Regions from separate parts of the Mus musculus genome. Here region 2 is linked to region 1. A link is a contact called in public Hi-C data. All regions are on one chromosome and are shown on one strand. The core of a region is the stretch at or near the end of the contact, and the rest is flanking DNA. Distances in the headings are between cores, read along the strand shown. Region 1 overlaps Zcwpw1 (zinc finger, CW type with PWWP domain 1). Region 2 holds the start of Pilrb2 (paired immunoglobin-like type 2 receptor beta 2).

Region 1 (3,403 bases), core at 484-2,983:
GTATTTAGCTTTTGCCTTGTTCCACATCTCTGGCTCAGTCTCAGTTTAGCAGGTTCCCTCAATGGCTTCCAGTTCCAGCCATCTTGACACTGCTGCCCCCAGGGTCTTCTCCTTCCTATGGTTCTCCTCAGAACCAGCCTTTTCCCAGAAATCAGCCTAAACCCTACACCTTTAACCAAAGACTTTGGGAACAAGAACGAGGCGCTGTATCTTCCACCCTGGCATCAGCTTGGCCTATTCTCTCAGATCCTAGAAATAAGATTCAGTCAGGCACAACCACCTGCCAATGCTTACTCTCTCTGCTTCTGCCCTCCCTATCTGTGGGACTTGCCCCTTTCCAGCTGTCTTGCTTACCTCTTGACTTGGGCTTTTTTGTCTGCATTTTAGCTGGCTTGGGTCTAGGCAAAGTTGGATCCTTCAATAGAGAAAGAACAGAAAAAAGCAAATTGAATTACAAAACTCTTTCTAGAAACCAGGAGGCACTTTAGTCATGTGATCCCCATGCAAACATGAGGCCCTGAGTTCACTCTCCAGAACCTACATGAAAGGCTGGGTGTGATGGAGCACACTTGTGATCCAGCGCTGGAGGTGTGGAAACAGGTACATTCTTGGGGCTTGTTAACCAGCCTATCTGAGTGGTCAAGCTACAAACCTACCTCAAAAAAAAACAAAAAAAAAAAAAAAAAACATGGGGGTGGCACCTGAAGAATACCTGAGAACAACCTTTGACCTCATGTGCATTTGCACACATATGCATGCACACCTGCACAGGAGTGCACTAGCACACATATTCTCTTTTTAGAAGGGGTGCTAGAGAATAATGGGTGGGCCTCAGAAAGTTAAACTAGGTTTGACTGCAACCTGGTTCAGCAGCAGAGAAAAAAAATATGTGGTCACCCTACCATCCTACTTAGTACCAGTCAATGCAAGGATTGAATGCTTAAAAAGAAGCTAAGGCAGGGGGAGGTAACTTAGAGACTATGAGATGGCGCAGCGGCTCCAAGCCTGACAACCCGAGTTCACCTGGAGGGACAACATGGTGGAAAGAGAACCAACTCCCTCAGCTTGCTCTCTGGCCTGTGTTCCCATGCCCAAGTAAGTAAATGGGGTAATAATTTTTTCACAAAAAAGAAAAAGGTAAACTAAACAAGAACATGAAAATTATTGTTTCAAGGTGATGCCAAGAAAATGGGTGACATCTGAAGTTTCCACACCAGAGAAAGGAGTGGAAAAAGCAACTGAGGGTTTCCTGGAATTATATAAAGACCAAGGGAAACACAGCACAAACTGAAACTGCAATCAAGGAAATTCCTATAGAGCTTAGAAAGTCCCACAGGGAGGATGGAAAGCCTTCTTTCCTGGAGATCTTGAGAGTGAGCCAGCCAGCCAGGGCCCCAAGGCTCGATGGTTCACAGGGACCATGAATCTATGCCAACCACACCCCTACAGGAATTCTGAAGTCACAAGAACTCTCTCTACGATTTACTTTCTTCTCTTCTTCCTCCTCCTTCTCCTCCTCTAAGTCCTTCTCTTCCTTCTCCAGACAAGACTCAGGGTTGTTGGACTCACAGAGAGTCAAATCTAGAAAAGGGAAAAGAAGGAAGACTGGGTGTCCAAGATACATTATTGAATTGAGCTGATCTCAGGAAATCCATTTTCATATCCTGTCTTCTAAGTCCTGGGGAGAGTCCCACGTCACCATGGTCCTACAGATCATGACTCACACACACCCTGTCTTATCATCCCCTCCCCCATCTCTCTGGGTCACTGTCACAAGAGAATCTGGACAGGGGCAGAGAGTGCAGGCTTGGATCCTGGGGCAGGGGCCTCTCTACCCTCCATCCCTCTTCCTACCTTCCCCTTCCTCACTGATGTCAGCTCCATTGTATCGACTCCAGAAACCAAACAAGTTAACCCGCTCCTAGGGAATCAAGAGACAACAGTGTCACCTACTCCCTGTCAGGCACAGCTTTGCCCTGTCTTCTAGATTCTAGTTATGACAAAGGCTGCATTCATTTTCCAAACCATTATCATTTGAAATATCACATAAGCTTTATCTGAACCTTTAAAGGAGATTAATTATAATCTCTTTTCTAGTTGATTCATGATGGAACAAATGACTAGGAAAGAGAAACTCACATGTCACTCTCTACCCCACCCTGCTCCTTCCAGAGGAATTTGAGGGTAAAAACTATGTTTGGGCTGAGAGAAGACACCAAGTGTCCAAGGGCAGGGAAAGGAGTGGATGCCTTAGGCATCAGGGAGACCAGGCCAGGAAGGAAAGGGTGAGATCTAAGCTGCAATAGGGAAGGCAGGCCTCCAGCTCCCTGCAGTGAGTCTGCAGGTGTGGGCTGCCTTTGGACTGAATGGGGCCGGCAGGTGTGAGCTGAGCATTGTCCCACCTGAATACTGGTCTGTTCTGCCCTGTGAGCCATCGCTATGGCTGCCTCCAGCTTCTGATTAGAGTTCTTGTTCTTGCATTTTTTCTAAAACAGAAGGTTAGGCTTGATGATAAATATGCCTTTAAAAATAGTCAATACAGAAACCTTCAAATGACTAATAATTTTTTTCATTAGTCAATATGGAGCTAGAGAGCTGGCTCAGCAGTTAAGGACCACTCTTCCAGAGGACCCAAGCTAGGTTCTCAGCATCCACACCAAACAGCTCATTACCACAGGAGTTCCAGCTTCAGGGAGCTGAAGTTCTGAGTCTCTGTAGGTTCCTGCATACATGTGCTCATACCCACAATTAAAAATAAAATAAATCTTTTTTAAAGAAAAAATAATCAATAATAATATTAGACACATGATCCCAACATATCACTACCCCCCCCCAGACATTTTTGGTTTTTGAGGCAGAATCACACTGAGCTACAGCTCAGTCTGGCCTAGCACTCACTTACAGCCTATTGGCCTCAAACTCAAAGCATCCTCCTGCCTCAGCTTCCTGAGTGCTAAATTATAGATGTATATCATCACACCTGACTTAGACATTATATTAGCTACAGGTGTTTCAGATCCTGGTACTGACACAATACTCTGTTCTCAATCTTTTGGGGCTCTCCTTCCCAATGGCATTTTTGGGCCCTCTCTACAGTGACTCACACAGGGATTTGATGGGAAAGAAGATGGACGTTCAGGTGACTCCCCTTTCAGGCCCTCGCAGGTTTCTCTAATCCTGGCAGTTTAATATTCAATTGAATAGAAGGCCCATGACAAACATTTCTTCTCCCAACTCCGTAATTCCAAAGACCATCTCGTTGGGCTGGGGGACCTCTGCTCACTTTGAGGCTAGTTAAACCCAAAATGAATATAGGGAGGAAGTACGATTTAGCTAACCACTTTGCTTCTCAACTAGGGAAGACTTTGTCTCCCAGAAGACAATGTTTGGGGACAATCATTTG
Region 2 (3,403 bases), core at 480-2,979, 54 kb before region 1:
TGTTAAACAACAGATAAAAGGACAGGATTGATTGATTGATTGATTGATTGGTTCCTATGTGAACCCTGTGGCGGGAAGAGACAAATAAATGCATCATTTTGAGTTTGAAGCTAGCCTGGAATCTCTGCACACTTGGAATCTCTGCTCATGGGAGCACCAGGCAGGAGGTTCGCTAGTCCTTCGTGGTCATCTCTGGCTATATACTAAGTTTTAGGACCACTTTGGGCTTCTTGAGATAGAATTTAAACACACACACACACACACACACACACACACACACACACACACACCTAGTCCCTGATCTGACTAACCTTCCATCTGGAGCCAACTCATCCCATAGGCTCTGTGCCTCAGTGTCTCCAAGGGTACTATGAATACAGATGAATACAAACTGTCAGGACATGACAGTTTGTGTCTGGATCAGAACAAGGTATCTGAGGACCATGGGGACTGTAAAGGGAGTCAGAGAAGCAGACATGAAAGAGGGCAGGCTGCAAAGCCAGCTGCAGGGAAGCAGGAACAAGGCGATCAGTGCCAGGGAACCTAAGGAAATGGGAAGAGGTCTCTGCACATGTCACTCAGGGAGATTGATGCCACTTCCTCTGACACCATCATGTGTTTGTGCCCTTCAGGAAGCTGATGGCACCATGTCCTGAGGAAGGGTAGTTTGAACCTCCTTAGAACCAGCCCTGAGGTCACCACAGCCTCTGCCCCAACCTTTCAACCCAAGTCACAGGCCAGCTGTGTCCACTGTCAGCCATGTCCCAGGCCTTACATCATGAATGACACATGGCTGCTCAGAGCTGTGTTTGCCCACTTAGTCCAAAGAAGGTTCTCCTGTGGCCATAACTAGAGGAAGTCACTCAAGAGCTTTGTGGAAAGAGCCTCCTCAGAGGCTGCACTGAGCAGGCAAACTGAAGTCTCTGTGTGGAATGGAAGACTCCAAGAACTCAATGTGACTAAAGTCCAGTCAATGAGCCACGTGGCTGTTGTATGACATGTGCCTTGACTTCTCTGATCCTTGTTATCCTCTCCTGAGTGAGTGTTATGGTAGGAGGAGGAGAGGCAGGAAGGCTCCTTTAGAAACTGGAGTAGCTTTAGAGTCACTGTCCAGGAAGCCAAAGGAAGTTGGAGGCTCTACCACAGAGATCAGGGCAAGGTGGAGGGGATCCTCAAAGCCTTGATTCTGCCTGGGCACTGGGAAGGCTCCCTGAAAGGCAAGAAAGAGCAAGTTGCGATGGGGACAGAGAGGGGGAAGGAAGAGCAGGGTAAGGGGGTTATTGTGCTAGGGCCTGGGACTTACTGTGTTTCCTGATTACACCTTCCTCATTGTGTCTGAGGTGATTTAGAAACTGACAACTTCATTAGGTGAGATAATTAGAGAGAAATGTGACAACCAGCATGGTGGGAGACATAATGAGAAAGAGATTAAGTAGGGGGAAGGAAAGACTAGAAGAAAAATAGAGGAAGGGAAACAGAGATTACAAGCCACTTAGGAAATGGAAAACAGTAGATAAGATAGAAGATGAAGGTGGAAGAGAGGAGAGCCCTGCCTCCTGAGGACAAAGCCATGTCTCCAAGCCAACAATGGGGGCTGGGCCAAAGTCCAGTTATGTTGTCAGTGACCACAGGGCGGATCTTCTGCAACATGGGAAAAGAAGAAGCCAGATCAATAAAGGAAGTTGCTGGCCACAAGGAGGTGGAGATGGAAAGGTCCTGCCCCAACTCAGTCCTCCACATGAGAAGGCCTGGGGATCTGTCTCGCTTTACCCTGGTTCTCTCTGGACTCCTGAGCACCCCAGTGTCCCTAGACAGAGCATCCTTGCCTTCCTGATGGCTTTGCTGATCTCGCTTCCTGGAGAGACTCCAGCCATGGCTCAGATCCTGCTTCTGCTCTCATCAGCCTGTCTGCATGCTGGTGAGTGGTAGCGACCTCACTAGCAGGGACTTAACCTCAGGAGGGGACAATGGGGCTGGGAAGAGTAGGGAGTCATGTGGACAGGTGTCTGCTAGAGGAGCCAGCCAGGACTCTCTGCCCCAAGAGTCAGTTGACATTGCAGAGGGAGCCCAACCCAACCCTTCACTGTCTTTCCTGTCCCACTAGCTTTGGGGACAGTCCTGCCTTGTGTCTCACCCCTGCCTGTGCAAGAAGTCTCAGAATGTTCTGTGTTGTCCTTTCTATGTTTCCTGTCACTGTCCCCTGCAGTGGCTTCAGAGTCTCCCCATCCTTCCCAGGAAATTCAGCAAGATCAAACGGAGGAAATGACTTTGGGGTCAACCAACCTGAACGCTGCTCTGGAGTCCAGGGTGGCTCCATCGACATCCCCTTCTCCTTCTACTTCCCCTGGAAGTTAGCCAAGGATCCACAGATGAGCATAGCCTGGAGATGGAAGGATTTCTTTGGGCACTTCATCTACAACTCCTCCATGCCTTTCATACATGAGCACTTCAAGGGCCGGCTCATCCTGAACTGGACACAGGGTCAGACATCTGGAGTCCTCAGAATCCTGAACTTTAAGGAGTCTGACCAGACCTGGTACTTCTGCAGAGTTTTTCTGCAAACAACAGAAGGCATAAAGTTTTGGCAGTCACTTCCTGGAACCCAACTCACCCTGACACAAGGTGAGTCACCTTGGCTCGGGCTTTGATGTCTGTGGCTTCCTTGTCCTGTGCCTGTCACCTCAGGCTTCATAACTCTGAGCTTCCTTTCATATTCATTTCCCTTGGAACTGCCCATACCTCTGCCAACAGCACTTCCCTTGTAGTTGTGACTAGCCTTCTCTGCTACCTCTGCTATGGTTTTGTCATTCTCTGCAGACACAGAACCACACCTGACTCTAAGCTTTAGCATCTGTCCTTCCCTCCTGCTCACTCCCTTATTGTTCGAAATCTGACTACTCTCCTGCCAGCTTTCACACATGACTTCAAGCTGAATAAACTTCTCCAGAATGTAGCTGACTCTCTTGGCCCTACATAAGGACTCCAATTGATCCCTCTATGCAGCATCTCCACACAACTCCAACCTCAGCTCAGAAACTATAAAAGAACATATAGTGGGGACCATTGCATGTTCTGGTATCCTCAGGTATACTTATAACTGCCACATGCCACCACAGTCCTTCATTTCCCCTCATAGCTCCCCAGGACACATCTGTATTCTCTCCTCAGGATCTTCAGCCATTAGAAAATGAAAAAGAAATTTTCCCTATTTTCAGGATGTGGCTGCTCTGTCTTCTGATCTCTCCAGCCCCTCTGATGCAGTAGCAACTGCAGTCCCCTGGACACGGGAGCCCTGAGGCCCAGGGTGGTCACTGTGTGTTCCTGCACAGGTCCCTACAGGAGCAGGGAATCTGTGTTGCTGCATTGTTTCTTATGACCTTGCTCTATGGCTCCCTATTTTTCT

What was found. A called contact is a pair of places that touch in the nucleus more often than the background predicts.
Region 2: a Hi-C map of bone marrow-derived macrophages shows a contact between it and region 1, with 79 read pairs. The contact joins the promoter of Pilrb2 here to the enhancer-like site in region 1. A contact is called at or near these places in 12 of 39 promoter capture datasets (the 3T3-L1 cell line, 3T3-L1-derived adipocytes, the C10 cell line and 6 more), 1 of 15 datasets of contacts at CTCF or cohesin (CD8 T cells), 4 of 484 Hi-C or Micro-C datasets (the CH12 cell line, bone marrow-derived macrophages, female germline stem cell-derived STRA8 germ cells and 1 more), 3 of 115 datasets of contacts at active chromatin or transcription factors (the HPC-7 cell line and bone marrow-derived macrophages) and 3 of 9 other capture datasets (adipose tissue, liver and pancreatic islet).

What each region holds. Positions count from the first base shown.
Region 1 is chr5:137,815,976-137,819,378 of GRCm38.p6, reverse strand. It overlaps Zcwpw1 (zinc finger, CW type with PWWP domain 1), which reads right to left. Exons shown (of 17, transcript NM_001005426.2): 12 at 2,403-2,486; 13 at 1,855-1,921; 14 at 1,487-1,581; 15 at 355-415. Among named protein-coding and RNA genes, the nearest start is that of Pilra, 19 kb to the left of the region's middle. Within about 2 kb of position 1,733, at least 22 of the 459 cell types and tissues checked have an H3K27ac peak or open chromatin away from gene starts, as enhancers often do. A contact at or near this core is called in CD8 T cells and bone marrow-derived macrophages, where this site is marked.
Region 2 is chr5:137,870,084-137,873,486 of GRCm38.p6, reverse strand. Pilrb2 (paired immunoglobin-like type 2 receptor beta 2) reads left to right here and starts at 1,729. Exons shown (of 5, transcript NM_001384202.1): 1 at 1,729-1,918; 2 at 2,236-2,622. The coding sequence starts at 1,834.